2 separate regions of the Ovis aries genome follow, and region 2 is linked to region 1. Evidence: chromatin contacts called from public Hi-C data. All regions are on one chromosome and are shown on one strand. The core of a region is the stretch at or near the end of the contact, and the rest is flanking DNA. Distances in the headings are between cores, read along the strand shown. Region 1 has its middle 79 kb from the start of CCNL1. Region 2 overlaps KCNAB1 (potassium voltage-gated channel subfamily A regulatory beta subunit 1).

Region 1 (4,777 bases), core at 902-3,401:
ATTTCACCCTGAAAAGAGGTCCCAATGTATCTCTGCAGCCACCATGAGTCACAGTGAGAGTTGGGTGGGGAGGAAGGGAAGAGGGAGGGGGAAGGACAGGGCAGCAGGAGGAAAGATAACCAGAGGCCATTTCCTCCTTTCCCTGTCTTGCCAGGTCACGTAACCCTGTGTGAGTCTCCCCAAGTGCTGTGCTTGGGAAAGTACCTTTCCTCTGGTGCAGCCTACTTCTGTCTGGAAATGAGAACCGTGATTGTTTCAGGAACGCCTGTGAGCCTAGCACTTTTGACTTCTCAAAACATTGCGTGAATATTTGTTTGAGTGACTTACAAGTGCAGGCTACACGCTAAGCAGTGTGCACCTTATCTCATTTAAGTCCTGTGTGCGACCTTAGCATGTAGGTTCTTTTTTTTTTTTTTGAAATCTCTGTTTTGCAGACGAGAAAACTAGGGCTTAGAGAGGTTAACTGCTTCACCAGCCCATTCAGTTAGCAAAGTAGCAAATCAAACCCAGGACTGTGTCACTCTATGCCCAAGTCTGCGATGGCCACGGCTTCGCTGCTTCTGATGTATTTGTGGTTATCTTTCATGCCATACATACATTTAGGACAATGGTAAGTCGAGGCGCTAGATAAATGCTCAGTGAACCAGTGCCTAATCCTTGACAATAAAAGCTGGATCTGGTCCCAGATCGCAGAATTCACAAGTGCAGCGTCAGGCGGTTTCCAACACTTCCCTGGAGCTCAGTTTTCTTATCTGTAAAATGGAGGCACGAAGCAAACGCCCTTCAAAGGACCTTTAGCCCTCTGTGACTCTTTTCCAACAGTGCCTTGTCACGAACACGTTGCCGGGAATCTAGACCGACAGGGTCTGGGTTCTCTGAAGGGGCCCCTCCGGGGGCCCGCCCCACCACCGCTGACGCATGCGCCCTGGCGCCGAGCCCCGCGAGGGAATCGGCCCCTCTCCGCGCATGCGTTAGTCTTGGCGGTCGGACCGCCGGCACCCGGGGGCAGGTGACTCCCCTCCCCGGGGGAATCAGTGCCCCAGGTAGGGATCGGGTGATCCTGCCAGGAATGAGCTGGGGCCCGAGGCGCCTGCCCTCGTTAGGAAAGGCCATAGCCTCCCCAAGACCCCTGGAAAGCTGTTCCCCTGCGGGAGAGCGTGTTCCCGCCTCCGCGCCCGCGCGCTGAACGTGCCAGGCAGCACAGAGAGGCCGTTCTTTCCCAGCACAGATGGAAACGCTCCCTGGCACTGCGGTCCGGGCGTGGAGGAGGGGACGGCCCTGCCGACTCGGAAAGCCGGGGAGGATTTTCCTCTCAAAAAACCATACTGCTGATTAAAATAAAACCGTCTGAGGTCAGCGAGGACATTTATCTAACTAGGCGTGGGGAATGGGAGGCGTGAGGCATCACCTGATAGTCTAAGCTCCCAAAGGGCAGCAGGCACTGCAGGGAGGCCCACTCTTGACTGCTGCTTGGGGATGAATAACAGACCCTGGACAGCTATTTTTATACTGGATGAACCATGGAGAGGGAGAGGGGGTGTGTGTGTATGTCTGTGTGTTGGGGAGGTGGGAGCCACAGGGGAGAGGACTTGGGGAGAGAACAGGGAGCAGCCTCTTCCCTGCTCACCCTGCGATCTTACTCCTTCCCACTGCAGATTCTAACTCCCCGGAATTAACTTCCCAAGAGGTTAAGCATTATTTATTACTTTGAAATCAGAAAAGGAAAAAGGATGCTAATCAAAAAATTTCCTAAATGGTGAAAATAAATGAGTCTCAATGTTCTGAATTTGCCCCTGTTGGTCCCCTCAGCCCTCTCTCTCTCCTTGTTGGCCATCTTTTGAATGTCTAAGTCCGGGGTTATGGATCTGAGTTCCCCTCTCCCCACTCAGGGGTCATGGGGTGGCCTCTAGGAGGCTGGGGTCAGTGGTCTGGAGGAGACAAGGAAGAGCAGCCCTTCTCCCAGGAGCCCATTCAGGTTGTCACTGCTTGGTGTATGACTGTCCTGAAAGGCCTGCTTCTTTAGAAAGGGATTTTTTAAGGCCGAGGTAAGTTCTGGGAAGGCGGAACGATGTCCACACAGGGTGGTTGCTTTGAATGTTGGGCTGACCTGAGGCAGGCAGAGACTGTCTGTGCTGCTTCTGTCAGAATAAATACTGTGGTGAACTCACCACTCCCAGGAGACATGCTGTGGGAGACAGCCGCAAGCTGCGCGGGGAGCCACTGCCGACACCAGTTCATGTCAGAGCACTCAGTTTGATTCCACTGAGCTTCATTTTCTCCCCAAGCCCTAAGAAATCTGGAAAAAGAGACTTGAATATAATGTCAAAATTTAAACAAGGCATGAAATAACCCCTAACATTAAAATGAGATTGTAAAGGGTCACCATCTTAAGGGTTTGCTTAGTGGACCTTTCAGAAGTTTTTGTTTGAGAATTATGGAGACAAAAAGAAAAAATACCTTCCCTGAGGAGGACAGTTTCTATCTGGAGCTCTTTATTTCATTGGTCACTTCTAAGAATCACCAGATCATGATAAGGATAAAGGGTGGAGATATGTGGGGTTCATGGGGGGGAGACTGATCGTGCTTCAGCTGTGACTCATGTCTGCAACAATGAAAAGAAAGTAATCTTTGCCTTCTGCAAAGGGAAGTTGGAAGTCAAAGTTGTGGGGAAGCATCCAACCCTGCAGGACAACAGCCTCCTAGGTTCCAGGACAGCTGGGCTTTTAGACATTCATCCACTTCTTCCAAGGGAAGCTCAAAGAAGATGGTGTTTTAGCCTTGGTGGTCCAGTGGTTAAGACTTCACCTTCCAATGCAGGGGTTCAATTCAATACAGGTTCAATTCCTGGTCGGGGAGCTAAGATCCCATATGCCTTGTGGCCATAAAACAGAAGCAGCATTGTAACAAACTCTATAATAAAGACTTTAAAAATGGTCGACATAAAAAGTTCTTTAAAAAAGAAGGTGGTGTTTTATTAAGGAGATAATACAGTTCAGGAGCTCTTCCATGGCAGAAAACCCCTGAAACACCCACAATATCTGTATGCCAGGTCCTTTTTAGGCAAGGTTAACAGGATATCCCCCAAATGATCATCATTATTATTTGTTTGCATGTGTGTTTATTCTGGTTTGCTTTTAAAAACATGGTAGATTTTCTATATCCAAATGGATGAAGATTCTGAGAGCTTTCAGATCACCAAAAAAAAAAAAAAAAGTGGGAGCAGAACCATCCATATCCATTCCAGCAGACAGTTCTACACTAGTCCTCTCTCTTCTGTCCCTGATAGATTTAGTGATGGTTCCACACGGTCTATTCAAGTGTGATCCTCCCCTTCAGTCATCTTTACTGGACTGTCAATATGTGTCCATAGCAGCTTAACCTAGGTCTGAAAAATCAGAAAATCAGGCTCCTGAAGAGATTAGGTTTCACAAGAGATTAGTATCAATAATATGCCTTTGTGGGTATCCTATCAGCTATCACATTTATTTTTAAGAAATCTAAAATGTCCAAGTTCAAAATTTAGTGTCCTTTTCCTGTTATATAGTACAGGAGAAAGGGTTCCGGAAGTGGCAACTTAATTTGTATCTAATTTCGGCAAAATAATTGCAGACTGCTTCCAACTTGAATGAGCAGTGAGGTATAGCTCCCAGTAGTTACTTATTTTAGAAGCACTCCCTCAGGATGAATGCTAGCTATTTTCAGTTGCGTGTGGGAAAACCAAGGGCACTGCCAAGCTGTGGCAAGTTGGCATCGTGCATATGAGCTGTCAACCTCGATGCTTAGTTCCACTCAGATTCATTTCTAATTTCCAGTTGGCGTGTAACCTTTTTCTTTATTCAATTTAGGGTCCTGATCACTTCCTTTCTCTGCCTCCCTACCTTCCCACCTATCTCTACCCACACAGGCAGCTTTTGGCTGAATCCATCTAATAATAACAGTGTGAGTGCCAAGTGGGTTGTATAAAATCCTTAGGGAGAGATGTGAAATGAAGCACATTGTTCTTCAGGGCTCCTGAGGACCAGCGTGTACCCATCGACAAAAACAAACTAATATGCAGTGAAATTATATACCTTTCTCTATAATTTATGCAGAATGAGATAATGCTGTGATCGTGCCTGAAACAGCTATGGTGTGTGTCGTGGGCAGCCTCTAAAACAGCCCAGTGATCACCACCTACTAGTATTCACTCCCTGTGTGAACTGCCTTCTCATGTGGGCTGGTCCTAGTGACCCTCTAAACAAACAGAAGATGACAAAAGTGATGAGATGCCAGTTTTTGAGATTAAATTACAAAAGATGTCTTTCCTCCCCTCTCTTTCTTCTCCCCACCAGCCCCCTCCCTCTCTCCTTCTCTCGCTCTCTCCTTCCATCTCTTTGCCAACTGCCCATGTTGGGAGCTTCCCTGTGGAGAGGCCCATGTGTTAAGGAACTGATGTCTCCAGCCAGGAGACAGTGAGGATCTGAGGCTGACCAACAGCTATGTGAGTGAGCCTGGAGGATCAGCCTCCCTTGTGGAACTTTGAGATGACCACAGCCTGTGAGCCCCTGAGCGAGAGGATCACTAAGCTATGCCCAGATTACTGGCCCACAGAAACCGTGAGATAATATATATTTGTTGTTTTATGCACCTAAGTTTTGGAGTAATTTGTTATAAAATAGGAACACTAGTATTAATACTAATATTCCCTTAAGCAGGTAGTTAGGAGCTTCCAGTGACCCCACCAGAGGTCTGTCTCCAATCTCACCTCCAGCTACAGCCCCTACCATCACCTCTGGGC
Region 2 (5,200 bases), core at 1,459-3,958, 590 kb after region 1:
ATATGTAGGTAGCCAATAGTGGCAGGGCTGGGTATACCTCAGCTGAGTGCCACAAGGCTAGGCCCCATTAATCCATGCAAAGAGGTTTCATGCATATAGTTTAATGCACATAGTGTGATTATGGAGTCGGGAAGTTCTTTAACATTTGCTTTTCTTTGGGTGTGTTACTTTACCCAGCATATGTTGAGTAGTGACAGCATTTTCACAAAGCCCATGATTACTTTCATGTTAAAAACACCAAGCATTATGCTGTAAAATCCCAGTGCTAATTAAACAGCAAACATTTGCCCTTCTGGGTGTTTTTACAGGTTTACTTAACAAAAGTGAGCATGTGTATATTTGTTCTTAAAGCTCAAATATTTAAACTTGCAGAAGCTGTGCCTACAAGCAGTCAAAAAGAATAAAGCAGGTTTTAGTAAAATGTAGAAAAAAATGAATACTTCATTGCAGGTACATTTTATTCAAAGCAAAGCTTCTGTAGTAGTGTAGTTCTCGCTTTCATAAATTAACCGAACTGTCTCTAGTTAAAGATGGGGGTCTTCATCCTCTTACCATCTCTCCGTGTAAATGAACATATTATTATTAGAATTCTAACAGACGCTTTGGAGAAACTGCTATACAGGGCCATTTTTGAGGCCAACGCTAAAAGGTAATGAAAGTTAATTTTATGAAACAACGTGAATGTGAAAATAGAAAAAAAAAAATTCAGTAAAATTGTTTCATCTGATTCTCTCAAGCAAGACTTCTGAGTGAACACAGCCTCCTCTTTCTGATGCAATCCACGCTGAATCTGTGGATTTTGTAATATATTTGTCCAACGTTTTTTAAGTTACTAAGTGCCTGAAGGGAATATGTCTTTTCCCTGCCATATACTTTGCCTAACCATGAGGTGTACAGAGCAATGTAAGAATAGGTGACTCCAGTCCAAGGTAAGAAAATAGAATGGATTTTCCTGTTTGTGAGTTTTTAGGTATGTTCATAATTTCAGGTGCACAGTGGTAGCGACAGCAGACACCTCAGAATCCAGGGACACTAGAGGTTGAGCAGTGGGCTGCTAAGTGATTCAAAACACTGGCTAGTGACACCATCCTGTACCTGTATAGACCGCTGTTTTACCCATGCAGCTCCTTGGGGCCCATGCATTGCCTTAGGATCTATAGTCCTTTTTGCTGTAGGGCTTGTTGCGCAATATGTTATCAATCTCGTTTACCACGTGTGATGTCATCTTTGGGAGGACCTGAGAGCACAAGAACAAAGGATGAAGTCAGTACTTGGTATTGAGTTTTGTACTAAATGTTAAGTGACATCATCTAGATTTGGATATGTTTACAAATCACCACTAAATGCTGCCTCCCCAGCAGACAGGAAGCTCCGTAAGGTCAGGGGCCTCGTCTGTTCACACTGCAGCTCTAGAGCCTGTAAGGGTGCTTGGCCCTTAGTAGGTGCTCGTAATTATTGGTTGTCATAGAAATACAGAATACCTAGAGCAGCTCTATCCAACAGAAATAAAATGAGAGCCATATATGTAATTTTAGATTTTCTAGTAGTCACAGTAATAAAAGTGGAAAGAAGCAGGTGAAATTAATATGCATTTTACTCCATTAGAGTTGAAATATCATTTGAACTTGTAGTCAGTATAGAATGTAATTAAGATGTTTTACATGTTTTAAGTCTTTCAGACCCAGAGTACGTTTTACACTTAATTCCATTTAGATTAGCTGCCTTACACACAGTAGCCACGTGTGGCTGGAGGCTACAGTAGTGGACAGCATGGGTCTAGAGACTGAGATTCTACCTGGTGGGCAGAACCCTGGTGAAGGATAGCCGCAGGTTAACTGGCATCCTAGGTTGATGGAAGAGCATGAAGTGAGAAGTCTGTGAATGGGCTGATAAAAGTGGGGAGAGAGTATGGGAGGTGTGGAGATGATGGGAAGAGGGAAGTTGTAAAGAATGGAAGGCCCTGAATGCTGTTTTTTGGAGCTGGAGCTTTATGCTGTACGTGGTGTGGAACCTCTCAGGACTTCTCAACTGTGAATGACCCCATCAGACACCTGGATGTATTCTGAAGGATGAGTTGGAAGGAGATTGAAAGGGGATACAAATGTTAGAAATACTCTAATCGTAGCCAGACACTAAGAGCCTTAACTAGACAGTAGTGTGTGCGTACTCAGTCACGTTCGACTCTGTGACCCCATGGACTGTAGCCTACCAGGCTCCTCTGTCCATGGGATTTCCCAGGTGAGAATACTCGAGTGGGTTGCCATTGCCTACTCAACAGGGTTTTCCCGACCCAGAGATGGAACCGCGTGTCTTGTGTCTGCTGCACTGGCAGGCAGATTCTTTACCATGGCATCACCTGGGAAGACAGTGGTGGGGGAGGAGAAAAGGAGTGACTCGGAGAGAGAGTTTGGAGGCTGATGGTGATCTCAAGACTGGGTGACTAGGAAGATACTGGTGTAGCTAACTGTAGAGAGACCACAGGAGGAGAAGTTAGGAGCATAAGAAGTTTGGGGCGGGGGGTGGATATGCTGAGGTGAAGATGTCTGTAGGACCCCATGGAGAAGTGACTTGCAGGCAACCAGAAGTGCAGCTGTGGAGTTCAGTGGTAGTGAGAATTCGTGAGTTATTTGCACAGTCATGCTCACTGAAGCCCTGGGAAAGGATGAGCTCATCTAGGGCCGGCTAGTGTTTATTGCACGAAGTGGGCCAAGGGCATGCATTGCACCACAAGACGAGACAAAGGCAGACTTTCTTGCAAGAATAGTCTGACCCTGTGTGGAGACCGTGGTGAAATACACTCACGGTGACCGACTGTGCGGTTTCAGCCTCACCCTCCGCTGTAGTCATGTTGGCCAGGGTGACCTTGTCTCTACTCAGTGCTTGCCTCAGGACCTCAGGGCTTGGTTGGATGGCAGAGCTCTTTCCTCACTGCTCTGTAACATTTTCCTCTCTGAAGCCAAAGGAGAGTTTGGTTTCCCACCAGCTCTGGAGCCTCAGAGGATCTAAACTATTATGCTATTTAGAGTGAGACAACAGTGAAACTCAAATCTAGAAACTGGACTTGTCAGAAGTTTTGTATCTAAAATATAGTGGGTTAGCCATGTGAGGAAAAGGATTCTTCATTTATTATACCAATAAGAGATCTAAACATCAGAAAAGTGAAATCATAAAAGTACTTGAATAAAACATGAAATATATATATGTATACATATGTATGTATGTGTGTGTATATGCTTGTGTGTATGTGTGTATAAATGTGTGTGTGTATCCATATACACACAAGACCTAAATATTCAAGAGAAGTCACACATTCAGCATTTTATGTGAAGTTGCCCCATTTTTTAATGTTGGCAACTATTTGAAAACATTTTCATCTACAGATCACACAAACATCCCACGACCTAGCAGTTTTGCAGGCATAGTGTTATCGTGACTGCAGCAATTAGGTGAGGAAGGGTCTGGGTGGCACTGCAGGGCTGGCAGGTATTAGGGAAGTCCTCCCAGAACTGGGTCACTGTCGAGCTCGACCTGGGGGATGGAGCAGGATTTGGGAGTCTGGGGTGGTGGATACCGCAGGTGGAGGACCACTATTTTGGGGATTAGGACATCCTGGGGGAGGTAAACGAGGGGGTGGGGGTGGGGGGAGATGAGCCCTGGATGGGAAGGCCCAACTGCTGAGAAGCCTGGACTTCTCTGAGTACGTGGCGGGGAACCTCAGAGGGGCTTTAAGGCTGGAGGATGGGGACCTGTGCAGGAGGGCTGCCTGCAGCTGCGGCTTCTCTCCAGTCTGATCTGTTGAGGCCCTGACTGATAAATGCCCCTCCAGTTTATGCTCACCTTAGGCACATTCATTCCTTGGAGCAGCTGCCTTCCTTTGCCCATTACAAACTTCCTTCTTTATAGCCCCAGACACTGCACTCTTTTATTCAATCTCACCTACCACTGCTGGTAGCCCCCAGCCACCCAATCTACTCTCACGGTATGGAGGGGCCCAGTCACAGCTTGCCAAGGGCGGAATCTCTGGTGCTGGGTTCACGGGAGGTGGGGTAGGAAGGGAGAGGGGACAGTAAGCCCTCCAGGTAACAGCTCCCTGCTTGATAACACCCCCTTTCTCTTACCCTTAGAGCACAGAAGCCCCATCCTGCTAACAGCCAGAGTTAGGGAGGAAATGCTTTGGGAAGATTACGGACTCAGTTCTCTGAAATATATCTTTGGCTATCTGAAGAACTCCCACAACCATCTCAAACAGTATTAGCCTCCCCTTGGAATGACAGTGATCACTCTATTAGCATGATAGGAATCCTCAACTCCTCCCTCTTCTTGCCAAGCCATCCGCAAGCCATGTCTCACCAAAACCTATGGAATCCTTGCTAGTCCAGCCACCATCACCTGTCACCTGGATAACCCATCCTTGCCTTCCTTCATTTTGCATTTCACACAGCAGCCAAAGCAATCTTTAAAAATTCAAATAACAGTGTATCCCTTCTCTTGAAACCCTCCGAAGGATTTCCTATGAGTAGTACAAAACTCTGCCTGCTCTAGCGTTCTGTTTTGTGTGACCTGTTCCCTGCCTGTGGTCACCACCCTTTATGCTCACTGCATGTTGACCACATTAGCCTCAGGCTTGTGCTTCCTGGAGAAAAGCCAAGTGCCTTTCCATCCCAGGTTTCCCAGATGGCCTAGTGGTAAAGAACCTGCCTGCCACTGCAGGAGATGCAGGCGACACGGGTTCAATCCCTGGTTCAGGAAGATCCCCTGGAGGAGGGCATGGCAACCCACTCCAGTATTCTTGCCTGGAGAATCCCATGGACAGGGGGAGCCTGGTGGGCCACAGTCCAAGGCGTCACAGAAACGACAGTGCGTGCACACACACATACACTCCACAGTCCAAGGCGGCACAGTCAGAAACGACTGAGCTCACGCACACGCGCGCACACACACACACACACACACACACACTCCACAGTCCAAGGCGGCACAGTCAGAAACGACTGAGCTCACGCACACGCGCGCGCGCACACACACACACACTCACTCCCCATCTCAGGGCCTCTGCACTGCTCTTCCTTATGTCTGCTTTTTGCAGGGCTTTTCACATGCTGTGTCCTCTGCTTCCAGGTTTCAGAATATACATATTCCAAAGGGGCCTTTGGCAAGGACATTGTCTCAAGTGGGCTCACTTGTTTCCCAGTTGGTCTCT

What was found. Hi-C and Micro-C count contacts between places; a contact is called where the count stands out from the background.
Region 2: a Hi-C map of tail adipose tissue shows a contact between it and region 1, with 3 times the contacts expected there. The contact joins two enhancer-like sites. A contact is called at or near these places in 5 of 16 Hi-C or Micro-C datasets (liver, muscle, omental adipose tissue and 1 more).

The regions. Positions count from the first base shown.
Region 1 is chr1:231,244,535-231,249,311 of ARS-UI_Ramb_v3.0, forward strand. No RefSeq gene overlaps it. Among named protein-coding and RNA genes, the nearest start is that of CCNL1, 79 kb to the left of the region's middle. Within about 2 kb of position 2,152, at least 44 of the 54 cell types and tissues checked have an H3K27ac peak or open chromatin away from gene starts, as enhancers often do. A contact at or near this core is called in tail adipose tissue, where this site is marked.
Region 2 is chr1:231,834,218-231,839,417 of ARS-UI_Ramb_v3.0, forward strand. KCNAB1 (potassium voltage-gated channel subfamily A regulatory beta subunit 1) reads right to left here. Exons shown (of 14, transcript XM_004003226.6): 14 at 1-1,237. The coding sequence ends at 1,148. Among named protein-coding and RNA genes, the nearest start is that of SSR3, 18 kb to the left of the region's middle. Within about 2 kb of position 2,709, at least 21 of the 54 cell types and tissues checked have an H3K27ac peak or open chromatin away from gene starts, as enhancers often do. A contact at or near this core is called in tail adipose tissue, where this site is marked.